Regions from separate parts of the Mus musculus genome. Here region 2 is linked to region 1. Evidence: chromatin contacts called from public Hi-C data. All regions are on one chromosome and are shown on one strand. The core of a region is the stretch at or near the end of the contact, and the rest is flanking DNA. Distances in the headings are between cores, read along the strand shown.

Region 1 (6,805 bases), core at 539-3,038:
AATAAAAACTCTGTCCAACTTCCACAACACTTCAGTCTGTGTGAACCTTCAAAACAAAATCAATTTTTCCAGTTTTGCATAGGGCCGCTCAGACTTTAGAAGTTGGAAGCCAGCTGGAGCATTTCCTGACTCTTCTTCTAAATGACTTTCAAAAGTAGTTTCGACCACCACAGTCCATCAGAAGTCAGTCTCCCCTCCCCCTCCCTGCCTTCCTCCCCTCCCCCTTTCTCCTTTCTTTCTTGGTAAAACATATTTCAGGGAACATCACGTGGAGAACAAACGACAGACCCACAGCATATGTCTCATGCAGAACTGGCCCATAAACAGAATTCTTTGGTACACAGTGAAAAAAATACTTTTGATTCCATGCTCCACACTACAGTAAAGCTGGGTATAATCACTTTTAAAAATTGCTGTGTCCGTGGACAGCTGTTCTTCATACATAATGGGAATGTTTCCTTTACATTCCTGAGGACATAAGTGCTTGACACTAAGCCAGTACCTTTAGAACTGGTGAAAGATAAACACGCCCCGTGCTGATGCCCCACTCTCCCAACAAACTTTCTCCCACAACTCAAATGTTAAAAGTTTTACCCCACAGCCCACGTTCTGACACTAGTCCAATAACTAATGTTCTGTCCAAGTAAAATACATTTTGTCATAGCTTGAAAATGTTACCTTTCACAGAAGTATAGTATTTCTGACCAGCGGGGAACATAAGTCAACATTATCTATTATTACCCGGTGTCAGGACTGAAAAGGGAAGGTGGGTGGTGGATGTTAATAACGACTTAAGCGATTTCTAAAAGAGGCATTTGAGAAGTACTGGGCCTAAAGTTTCAAACGTTTTGTCTTATTTTCGCTGTGTCAGCAATCTCCCTTCCCCCATCAAGAGCAACACTGCCTCTGACCGACGCCTAGTTCTCCTTTTAATTTTAGCTGGGTGCTTTGCTAAGCTGGAAAGTTTGAAAAATACCCTAGAAAACTCCTCTGCCAAGAGATGAAAGGCAGCAACCTAGGACCAGGACGGCAGCGACGCCCACGCACTCAGAGAAAGCTTTGCCATCATAGAAGCACAAGAGTTTTGAATCTGAAACTTATTTTTAGTCCTCAACTACTTGCCCACTGTTTATATCTAAGGTTTAGGCCTCTTGTAGGACATTGGAGGAGTCGGAGAAATACTGGGTAGTGGTGTATCTGAAGTGAAGCAGGAGTGAACACTCTCTGCCGTGAACGGCGGCGTTCTTGGCAGGGATAGGATGTGGTGCTCAAGGATGGTGCTTGCCTTTTCTTCCACGGACTTGGGGAGACTGCGGTCCCCAAAGCCACTGTCCTGGCCAGCCAGCAATGACCATGAACTGAATGTTTTCTTTGGGTCCCCATGCTATGAATAGCTAAGTTCTCCTTAGTTTTCGGCCCATGTGGTTTTAGCAAGTGCTTCTCAAGGAAGGATATGGCTGTTCCTCACCACACAAACATCTTAGAAGAAGAGATTACTTGGCGTCAGAGATGGAGACTTGGGTCCTGCTTCAGGCCTGGAACAGAAAACACTCAGTTCCTTGAGATCTGAGTCTTTTTCTTCTGGTGCATAAGATCTTGGAGGAGTCCCAGGCCCTTAGGAAAGTAACTTGTCAATCACTCTTCTCCATCGCATTAGAATTAGTTAAAAGAAATCATTCAGAGGTCATAGACCCATTAAAACCTATCTCTTGAAGTGAAGAGACTCTGAGAACTACAGAACACTCAGCTGTGACAAACATGTGTCACAAGACAGGAGGGGATGGCCATGCTTACTGTTCCGAATTTAGGAGGAAGTTATCCTACCTTCTTCTTCTTCCTCATCGAGTTCACTTCTGAGAAAGAAGTCACAAAACAATGGTTTCCTTCTTGATGCTGTATAACTAAGGCAAAAGCAGACTTTAGTTACCCATGTCACCTCCATTGCTGGTCTTGTGAGACATTCACTGCTAACGGCAGAAGTCTAGATACTCTGCACCCTAGGTGTCAACTCCAAGACAGTCACCTGATACATCAGCAAGGCATCTGAGGAGCTTAGAGAAGATCTCTGCAGCCTTGCGAGGGAGGTGGGGTGCCCCCTTTCGCGGAGGTCGTCAGTCCTCTCTCCAAGAGCCCCATCCTGAGGCCCTGAAACTATGAAACTGGCAATATCCATGGTCAAAATTCAAGCAGATTGGCTCCCCCCTCTTTTTGGGAAAAAGCCTTCTTCAGGTTCACCTGAGCTGACAAAGCATAGATGATGTTTGTACGAAGAGCACTGACTGTCACACAGAGTGCTCTAGAGACCATTCATTAGACAGGGAAATGAAAAACAACTTTTTTCGTTGGATTTTTTTTCCTCTTGGGGAAAAAGTTTCATTCTGTAGTCCAGGAACCCAGTGTTGCCTCCAACTCATTGTGTAGACCAGCTGGCTCATAGCAATCCGCCTGCCTCAGCCTTCTGAATATCAGAGTAGCAGACATGAGCCATAAGCCATCATGCCTGGTCACCAGCCTATTGTTTATTTATTTATTAATTTATTTTACTAAGACAGATTCTCGGGTGGTCCAGGGTGGTCTTGAACTCCCCATTCAGATAAGAACAACCTTGAAACTCTAATCTTCATGTCTCCTCCAAAACGCCAGGATGATGTGTGTGTTACTGCCACTAGTCCTGATTTTTATGTAATGTTGAGCTCAACATAGGGCTTTGGCGTGCTAGGAAAGTATTCTCCCTGACCAAGCCACAGCCCTGGTCAACCCTCTCACTGTTAAATAACAGAACTAAATCCAAGTTTGCTCTACTTTGAGACCATAACATAGTGAACTAATTGATCATATTGGAAGGCAGGATTCTGCTTTCTCTCTTAGTAGAGAGAGTTAGGTAAGGCCTGGAAATGGCCTGAAAAGAGAGAATGGTTGCAAAGGAAAGCCCATGCCAGACGGAGCTACACAGCAAGATTTTGGCAGAAGAAAAAGAATGACAGAAAGACAAGAAAAAAGAAAAGGGAAAAGAAAAACAAAGTGCAAAAATGCCAAGGAAAACAAGAAAGCCAAGGTTAAGGGAGAAGGGAAGGGATGCATGCTTAGGGGCTTTCCACCATTCTGACCCCTTCATCAGTTAGGGTGCTCTGCACATGGCCCTGGGTTCTCTTCACAGGTAACTTGCCTCTCAGCTAAGAAAGGAAAGCTGAGGATACAATTCAGTGGGTAGACAGGTAAGCGCCACAGGCTCAGACTTCAAAACAGAAAAAGAAAAAGAGTCAACACAATAAAAATATATGTGCAGCCGTAATTATTAATTATATCAAGAACTCTAGATGTTAAGATTAAGGAACGTCAAGTACTTTCTACAGTGGAGCTGACTGTAGCTAGATTCTCCTTCCAACCAAAACACGGAGAGATAGATTCACAACAAGAAGAAAAACAGTAACACAGGCCTCCAAAATAGTAATAATAGCATTACAATAATTTTATTTGAAGTTGCTCAGACCAGTTAACCAGTCTATTATTGCATTTCCTTTGATCTCTAGAGCAACCTGCTCTCTAAGGAGAAATTTTATTTGTCTCATCATTTTATAACCAAAGATCAGAAAGGTTGAGAAAGTGGCCCCACAGGCAGTAGCCAGTCCTGCAGGAAGACGAAGCAGCCAGGCATAGGGAGCTAAGCCCACCAAAGTTACTCTGCCATGCCATGCTGCTTGCAATTGTGACAGCTCGCTTTTGAGAAAACGGAGGATGAGTTTAGTCATTCACAAAAAATGCTTATTAAAGGTCAGGCATTTCAGGGATAACCGTGGAAAATGGAAATCTAACTTTAAGAAATTTGTTTTCTCACTAAGAAGTGAACCAGCTTAGTTTTGGAGGTGTAAGTGCAATCACACACACACAAAAAAAAAATTAATCTTAGGAGCTAATTTTGACTGCACTTGCATTTTGAGACAGTCGGATCTAAGAAAAGCTGAAGAAGCATTTTACGCTAAGGTTGCCGAGAACTAAGTTCCCTTTTGTGACTAGAAACTCTTTTTCATAGTAAAAGTCGGGGGCGGGGAGAGCTGGTTGGTTGCACACTGATGCACACTGATGCATTCATTCGTTCATGTCCTCTGCACCTACCTGTTCTGTGGGCTTTAGTGCCACTCAAAATGTCAAGCTGGTATCAGTGACTTTTTTACGTAATTTGAAATTTAAAAATGTAATGACATATAATATCAACCCAACCTCAGGAAACTTTGCAGAGAAAGAAAAGTATTTGCAAGAGGCACAAGAATGGCCTTTCCCCTGGATGTCGCCGAGCAGCCACTTGGGCAAGCATGGGCAACTTTGCCAGAGACAGTAGAGAGCATACATGCGAGTGTGATGGGTAACCATGGTGCAGTCTGTGTTTCAAAACCCTTTTACATCTTTTCCTGGCTAATCTCAACACAGGTCTCACTTCTTGCTGTGGCCCATAGTTAGTGGATCCCAACCACCTGAAGGTGGATTAGGTGTTTTTGAACCCTACTAGAGTACAGGAGCAGGTGCTTGTCTTCAATTTCTTAGAGACATTTTGCAGAAAAATACTAAAGCATATGACAGATCCCAACATAACCAGCCAATAGCAAAGAATTGTGCCAAATCAATAAGTCGGAAGTAGTCAGTACTGTAGAGTCTGGCCAACTGTGTCAGACCTGCTCATTGCCAATGTATAAGCCCACATAGTCAGTGTGTTTGGAAGCCACCAAGGAAGAGCAGTGAGGTAAACTAATAAGCTCCAGCCAAGTTAATGTTTGAATAGTAGAATCTTTCTAAGGAAAGTGGTAAGAGTAGTTAGTTGCTATAACTTAAATCTTACAGTGCATATACATTTTTCACTCAGCAGTGCCTTCTCTAGAAAAATGTTCTAAGAAAATAATCAAGAATATGAACATATGTTTGGTTACATTTATGCCAACCCTATTTATATTGTTGAAGAGACTGGAAACAACCTGACTCTCCACAATGAAGGAGTTGATTAAGTAAATCACAGTGCAGCCAAGACAAAAGGCATGCAGAGGGATAAATGGTGGCGCTGAAATCCATTCAGGAGATATTCTTAGTTGGAAGGGAAGACTTAGAAATTAGTGCGATTTGCATTATTTTATATGGATGTAATGCTTAGAAGGATATGCAGTGAAATGCTAACAATAGTATGTGATCTCAACTTTTTACCAATTTATTTATCTGTGCTTCCTAGGTTTTCTTGAAAGTGCTTTTCAGTGAAGCAGAACCTCCTGCTAGCAGCAGCAGCTACTACCAAACTACAGAAGAAATGTGTACATACAGCAGAAGTAATATATATTAGAATGTTAACAAGCACATTTTCTACCAAAAATGAAAACCCCTTCCAAAACAGACAAAATAAGATGAAAAAAAAAAAAAGTAGTTTGTAGTTACCCTACTTTGGTATAGATATCCTTTAATATCAAATATTAAAATATCTGAGGACAGTACTGAACAATATTGGTTTCATCATTAACTGTTAAGTTATACTCACTATAAATGCCTAGAATCATTTAGCATCTTAGCTTAATTACAAATAAAAGGGGAACGATCTTTTGACTCTCTTTGAAGAATATTAGACCAATCAGGCTAGAACACTGCTCTAATTTCATTTGGACTTAGTTCCTGCCTCAGAATGGTATAAAAAAATAAACACAGAGAAAGGAATGGAAAAAGTGAACCACCTCATTTACATCGAACATAATGCAAATAAGTATTTTTTAATAGATGGTCAATTCTTAAAATACTCAGTTATAGCAAATTAGGAGTGACTTCGTACTGGAAAATTTTTAGTAATTTTAACCTTACAGCAGGTATTTTTTTCTTCTGGCTTGTCAACTCAGAATTCACTTATTTTTGAAGAAGAAAAATCTTTTACTTGGAGACAAAGGTAAGTTACAGTACACCTCAGACTAATTAAAGATAAATCTTTTATGCAGCAATGGTACAAAGAAAAAAGCCAGTCATATTTAATAACTCAGACAAAACAGCCATCCACCAAAGGAATATTGTCTTCTTTTAATTATTAGAATAAATCACTTCATGGAAAACTGTTAGGCACACAATGACTACAGGTGATGATAAATATAACACAAAGCAATAAAAGGAGATAGATTCTCTACCCAGGCAAACTCACGCCGGTCACAGGGGAAACCTTGGAAGACTCATGTGCTGAGACACCTTCAAGGTCTCATTCTTGTTATCTGTGTTGCTCTTGAACGACCTAGGCAGAGACTTGGCCCATTACAATGGACACATTTTATTCTTTAGTACCTATCCTTTCATAGTATTCTAAATGAAATCAAACACTGAAATGCTCTTCTCCAAGAGCTCTTGTTAGGACAAAATACATAGCTGATCTCTAGGCATGGTGGGTCGCGGGCACAGCCTCACAGCCCGGCACTAAGACAGGCTGCAGCTGGAGACACTCTGCCCGAGCTCTGCCTCTGAAGTGCTTCCTTTTCCAGATGTCTGTGGTGCTGAGAACCAGGCAAATTCCTCGCCTTCAAAGTGGTTTCAGTTTTGAGTTCTGCCACAGAGGCTTGGAAGCTGGTTGCACTCTGACTACCTTGTAGCAGACAGACATTTACTTAACAGCAAGAACATCAGCAATCTAATAAATCATTATTTTTGCCATCCCCCTAGATGGCTTTATCCCGTGGGGACATTGATGAGATGGTGGTCTCTTCCCACACAGATCTTCACAACTTACATGACAAGGTTCACAGTTCACTATTTCTAGAAGTGGGTGTGCATTTTTTCCATAAACATCAGTACACACCCTTTA
Region 2 (6,812 bases), core at 3,278-5,777, 65 kb before region 1:
GAACACAGATCCTCTGGTTTGTGGAGCAAGCATTTTACTAACTAATCCTTCTCTCCAGCCCCTCAGCTTACCTGTCAATCTCTTTACAAAATTATAAAAATAATTGATAACATTTATTAAGCCCTATATACAGACCAATCTTCGTGTGATGGATTTCAAATCTGTAGTTTTGTGTGGTGCTCACAAAAGCCATCTACGTACACTGATTTATTCAAAGATCTAATAGTTTCCGTACTAAGGATGTTCTGAGACCTTAGAAGTTAACAGACAAAAAGCTCTGTCCCCATAGACCTCACATTGTTCTCAGAGTGGAGAAGGGAGACAACAATAAAAAATGACTGTATGTAGTATTGGTGATATCCTCACTGTAAGAATAAGAACTTGTTTAAATAACAAAACAATTTCCCAAGGAATATATTGGCCACAAGCAGCATATGGGAGGAGGATTTAAAAACCAGGATTTTAACCTTCAAAGCCTGGTTTATTTTTGACAATGATTCCGTGATTGAAAGGAGGAATTAGACTGGCATAGGTGACTGATCAGAACTAGTTACATGGTGACTGTGTCAGTCTCCAGACCTCTGTACCACTGCCAAACAACGTGTGGTTTCCCACTGCCCCTCCTCCTGTGATTATAACCTTTGCCTAGCAGCAAGAAATCATGGCTGAGCTCATTTCTACCATTCCAGGCCACACAGGCTAGGGAAGATTGCAAGCTTGTTTCTGCATTTAGGAGGACATGCACCTACTTCTGCCCAAGGTGCTGCAACCATGAGTGAGCATGTCCTTTGTGGAAGCAAATGCATTCTCCCTTTTATGTGAAGCCTGGACACAGTTAGGAGGCGAGGTGTTCTTCAGTATGATGGGCCGAATGCTGACAAGGGGCCACCCCCTGCTGAGCTGGACAGACAGGAGACACAGGGAAACAAACCTTGTTCTTTGCCAGAGACACATAGAAAGCTTTCCCTTCAAAAATGACTTTTCTGTGTTAGGTCTTAGAATTTTTCTATTCTTTCCTGAATTGCAATCATGGGGTGGTAAAGATAAATTAAATACAAATATGAAAAGCAAAACTTAGGAGGTAACAACTTTACAACTGGTATAGAACCATACTAGAAAGCAAAGAAAATTATAGAATTTTGAGAAAAAGAAAAATCGTAGGAAACATATAGTATGAAGTATTAGTAAGCAAGGAAAGGTAAATCAAACACAACCAAAAAAAACTCAAGATGATTATTTATATTCTGAGCCCAGAATTGTGTGTATTCTTAAAATAATACCTGGTTGAAGTAGTATGTACTCAGAGGGTCCTAACTGCACAGGGACTAGGGTTAAGAGGATCATTTTATAACCAGGAGTTAGATAAAATCCTGAGACCCCATCTCAAAATAATTAATAATAGTATTTCAATAGTAATTCTGATAATGTGTATGTTTCTTCATAGTTTTTTATCAGTAGAGACCCTTCGTAAGCAGAAGATAGGTTCCGGGGAGACAAATTATTTATTTGCCATATTCCAGAATTCCTAAATTGTTGGCAACTCCTTAGGAAGTTGGCATTCTGATCTGAGAGCACATCTTCACTATATAGAACCAGAAAAAGAAAAGACCTAAGGAGCGCAAGATGCCACCTGCATCTGTAACTTCCAAATGGAAAGTGAAAAAGGAACAAATGTGGTCTCATTGCTTTCCATCAGGGGAAACTCCTACCACAGCAACGCCCGTCACACAGGTTACCGATCAGCATTGCCCATAGCATATGTTACCCAGAAGCAACACCCATCACACAGGTTACAGAGGAGCAACCTCCATCCCATAGACTACCAACCAGCAATGTCCATCAAAGAGGTAACCAACCAGCAACACCTGTCACACCAGTTACAGAGAAGCAATGCCCATCACATCACACAGGTTACAGAGCAACAACACCTGTCGCACAGGTTAACAAACACAGCATCTCTTTAGAACTTTTGGAAATAACCGAATGTATATATACAGAAGAAAATCAAAAAGTCCACCATATGGTTATGTCTCGCTTTCCATATATGTTATAAAAAGACTTGAAGAACTCCAACTAACGGAACAAAGAGATGTTGGTGCCTTAGTATCCTGAACTGAAATTGTTGTTGCTAATTTATATTTTCTTGTCTTATAATTCCTAGTTCTCATTTTTAAAATTGACATTGGCACTTTTGCTAAATTTTAGCTCTTGATATACAAAGTCATTCTGGCAGCATAACATTAATTACTTACTTCATGATCCTAATTTCCATGATTTCCTGGATTCTACATAGAAGGTGAGATGATTATATAATAGTCTCTGTTTTATAAAAACTCAGAACCATACACATAAATGAGAATGACGAGAAGTTCTCAGGACTTCTTGGGTTCTCAAGATGTAGGAAACTACATATCTACAAGCTGTAGATATTATCCAAAATCACTAAGCTAGTACCCACTTAGTGTGTGAACAGTACACGCTTACAATTACTATCCCCAAAGAGTTGACATCAACAAGGAAATACAGAGTGATTATAATTTGATAAGAGAAAGAGTCAAGGTTAATCTGTAGAATTATTGAATGGGGGATTGCAACCCCATAGGAAGAACAATAACATCAACCAACCAGTCCCCAGAGCTCCCAGGGACTAAACCACCAACCAAAGAATACACATGGAGGGGCCTATGGCTCCAGCCGCATATGTAGCAGAGGATGGCCTTATCTGATATCAATGGGAGGGGAGGCCCTTGGTCCTGTGGAGGCTGAATGCCCCAGGGTAGGGGGATGTTAGAGAGTGGATGTGTGGGTGGAGGAGCACCCTCATAGAGCCAGGGGGAGGGGTATGGGATGGGGGGGTTGCAGAGGGGAAACTGAGAAGGGGATATAATTTGAAATGTAAATAAATAAAATAAACAATAAAAAATTAGTCCTGGGAAAGAGCCATCAATTTGCATTATATAAAATTAAGACTATGAAATATAATATTGGCTAAAAAATACAATAACTGTAGACAGCAAAGTACACTTTAGTAATAAAAAAGAATTATAGAGTTGTTCTAAATATCTCCAATTATTTCAATGGAGTTTCGGTTTTCAATCCAAATTTCTTGGATAAAATTCAGAAGCACTCACAGTGGCCCACACCTTTAATTCATAGGCAGAAGCAATGGGATTCTAAGAGTTCAAGGCCAACCTGGTCTATAATGGCAAGTTGAAGGTAAACCAGGGATATACAGTAAGACCATCCTTAAATAAATAAATAAAGTTTCACAACTCACCAAAAACAAAAATTATACATCAACCAAAGAAGCAAAGGAGGCTCAAAGGCTTCTAAGTACTCACAAAACTCAATTTAAAACAATAATACTAGTACTCAGGAGGCAGAGGCAGGCAGATCTCTATGATTTTGAGCCCAGCCTGGTCTATATAGAGAGACTTCCAGGACAGCCAGGCTACAGAGAAACTTTGTCTCAAAAAACAAACAAATAAGGGGGGGGCAGAGAGGGAGGGAGGGATGGAAGGATGGAGGAAGGGATAGAGAGAGAGAGAGAGAGAGAGAGAGAGAGAGAGAGAGAGAGAGAGAGAGAGAAGAGAAAACAATTTGTTACAGACCTGTAATCATAAAGTTTTACCTTCTGGATATGGTATACAACAACTTCTGCCATGTTCTGAAGATAGATCTTGGCTAAACACTTGTATCATACAATGCACAAGGTTCTAGGCTAAAACAAAGTTTAATAAAATACTGTCGCCACCACCAGCATTATCACTTAGTTTAGCTCAATTGCACAGCATATTAGCTTAATGAAGGTGTGTACTCGTTGTGGAGTTCCAGCATTTACACTCATTTGAACTGCTACAAAACACACCCCAATTGTTAGACACCTCTGCCCTGTTTCCAAAATGGTCCCAGCAGACATCATAATCATCTCGGTACACACACATGATATGGAATTTTTATACTATGTCACATATATTACTTTATATATACTCCATGTGGGTATTTTTACATATATTTCTTAAACTAGTGGGTTATGCCACAGAGAAAGGAAATAGGAGAAAAAAATTATAAAAGTTATCTTACTCTATGCCTACTATGTAGGGAGCCCTTTGAACATCTTATATTATCTCTCTGGAAACAGCACTGTGGGTATTGTGTCTCTTATATAAATGAAAACACTAAAGATTGAGTAGCCTATGCAGGGTTGCCCAGTTGTTACATAATAGGTGATAGCTGAACCCAGGTGGATCTGGCCCAAAAACCTATGTGCCCACCCCCCCCCCCAATATACCACAAAGCTGAGTCGCACTTATTTCTGCCTCCCAACACTTATTTTCCTTTCCAAAAACCCCTGGTTACTGTCTGGCCTGCAGTGAGTCTCATTGCAACAGTTCTGATGTACAGGATACACACTTTCACATCAGGTTTTTTTTTTCCCTTAATTGGATGTCCTTCTTCCTCTCTAACTATGCAAACATTATTCACCCTCCAAGGGTCATTTTCTCCACGAAGTCTCACTTCCTTCTCTCAGTGAGCGTTGCTCAATTTGGTTTCTGTGAGCATGGTGTGGTGGGGAGGAGGGAAGAGGGTGATCTTCCTTGTGTGTTGTATAATTAGATCTTAAATTTGATGTCATTACACATTCCTGTGTTTTGGCTCTCCTTAATTCTGCAGTCCTCCCCCTCAGTGGCCACAACCTTAGGTTTAAGTTGCACAGATGCCTCATTGCTTTTCCAAATGTTATTATTTGACCACGTTTAATCAATTAGGAAGTCATCTCATGTGCTGAAAATGGTGTCGAACTGACAATCAAGAGGCCAATTAGTAGTCTATGTCAAGGAACATAAGCAAAGTGAACCCCTGCCTTCTGCAGCTATGAGGGGCGGGTTCCAACTAGCTGTCCTGTAAACAGAATGCTTGCCTTTATTTGCTTTAAACTGTGGTTCTGAAAAGAGAAAGTATATCATTTGAAGCCAGGTCTACTTAGCTCTTTCTCCCTCTCTGGCTTTCTCTTCATCGATCAAGTCTAGGGGACACACTATGAAAGCTATAGACACTAATAGAAAATCCTTTTTACACAGTGCCCATCTTCTGAAGCAAAATCTGTATCCACTCCAGATATACTTAACATAGGTATTCTGTAAAATGTGATGTATTAGCAAGAATCAGGATGTTCTCTACTCTGAAGCTCAGAGTAGACGGCTCCCTGTGAGTGATGCTCTGGGAGTAATAGAAAGTTGACCAGTTGTCCATATGCAAATGTCCATCCATTGCTTCAATTGCTCTTTCCTTCCATTACAAACCCACTTTACTCTGATTAAGTTGTTCACATAAATCAGGAATGGGAGATAGGTTCAAAGCTGATACAAATGGTAGGTAGATACAAATCTGGGCTTTGTAAAGTTAGTTATTAACCTAAGAAATATGTATATATTAATGTAATATATCAAGAAATCCTCAAAATAAAAAATAGCACACACAAATACTGTGAGGATAGTAACAATGTCAATGGGACAAGGCATTCTTTAGTTTTTCTCTTACTTCTTATCTTACATACTTCTTTCCTTCAATTCAAGGTTTTATTTACTCATGCACTCATATGAATATGAAGTTATAGAATCTACTTTGAATCAACAATCAACTAACTGCTTGGTTTCAATGTGTGTTGAAAGTGCTTTAATGCTTTTTTTTTTCTAGAACAAAGTAAAGATGCAAAAGTAAAATGCTTAAAGAAAACTGAAAGATTGGGGGAAAGCAGGAACCTCTTACGTGTAACTCTTTTGGAGTCTGTAAAAGTCAGATGTAAAAAATGAAAAACTATGGAAAGTGAAGAAAATGTCTCATAGATGTGAGAGAAAATAATGGTTGAGAAAATTGTTAAGCACATGGTTCCAGGAAAGGCTGGGAGATACGCCACCTCATTGCTACTCTTTGAAATGCTGTTTGAAATACATAGCTATAATTGTAAAGTTGGCTATGTCTTTAAGAATTCAGAGAAAAAAATTCTAATGGAGTAGAACTGTTTTCTCAAACATGGTTTACTTAGATCAAATAAAGCCAAGTTGTTTATGGTTTTCCTGTGCCATCTCCTTTGGTCCACCTAATAATACTTACACATTCTATTGCAAAGGCTCTTTCCAACAAACCATTCAATTTCTAAATAAATGTCCTGCTAAAACATCATTGCCTTCTTTGGAAGGCTCCTTTAGCCTGGCATTCTGTATTTAATATTGGAGTCAATCATGCTGGAGATCTTAGGTGTTGCCATTATACAATGAATGTTTACGGCTTGGGTAAACAGGTTTTGTTTGCATTTGTTACCTTGACTGTGGCAATTGGTCTTCTACAAGCATTCTCAATGAATAAATGCCTAGAGTTGATAACAGTACACAAGGTCCTAAAACTTTTACAGAAGTAAAGAAGCAAGAGAGAACTTGGGGTTTTGTATTGACATTGTGTGTGTGTGTGTGTGTGTGTGAGTGTGTGCATGTGTGTAGGAGCTGTTACTTTGACTTTTTTTGTTAAACAAAGTTAACGATAACTGACCAGTGTGAGTGATTCCTATACATCAAGCATATTACATACAGGGTGCTTTACAAAATTTGGCCAGTTTTCTTGTATTCTATCGTTTTATAGAAAAGGACAAGACTCAGAGAAGTTTAATAAGATAGTGAGTCACTGAGCTAGTACATGAGACGCCAGATATGTCCTCAGTGTGTCCAACTTCCACTGCTGTGCTGGCTGCCAGGGCTCCAAGGCTCTTTTTCCCCAGCCGTCCACCTGGCTCACCACCTCACTTAATGAGAGTAAGA

The links. A called contact is a pair of places that touch in the nucleus more often than the background predicts.
Region 2: a Hi-C map of bone marrow-derived macrophages shows a contact between it and region 1, with 2.3 times the contacts expected there. The contact joins two enhancer-like sites. A contact is called at or near these places in 1 of 15 datasets of contacts at CTCF or cohesin (the G1E-ER4 cell line), 8 of 484 Hi-C or Micro-C datasets (CD4 T cells, bone marrow-derived macrophages, centrocytes and 3 more), 3 of 115 datasets of contacts at active chromatin or transcription factors (bone marrow-derived dendritic cells, microglia and neural progenitor cells) and 1 of 9 other capture datasets (bone marrow-derived macrophages).

The regions. Positions count from the first base shown.
Region 1 is chr2:45,191,689-45,198,493 of GRCm38.p6, reverse strand. No RefSeq gene overlaps it. Among named protein-coding and RNA genes, the nearest start is that of Gm28643, 63 kb to the right of the region's middle. Within about 2 kb of position 1,788, at least 47 of the 459 cell types and tissues checked have an H3K27ac peak or open chromatin away from gene starts, as enhancers often do. A contact at or near this core is called in bone marrow-derived dendritic cells, bone marrow-derived macrophages and microglia, where this site is marked.
Region 2 is chr2:45,259,831-45,266,642 of GRCm38.p6, reverse strand. It overlaps Vis1. Among named protein-coding and RNA genes, the nearest start is that of Gm13479, 130 kb to the left of the region's middle. Within about 2 kb of position 4,527, at least 60 of the 459 cell types and tissues checked have an H3K27ac peak or open chromatin away from gene starts, as enhancers often do. A contact at or near this core is called in bone marrow-derived dendritic cells, bone marrow-derived macrophages and microglia, where this site is marked.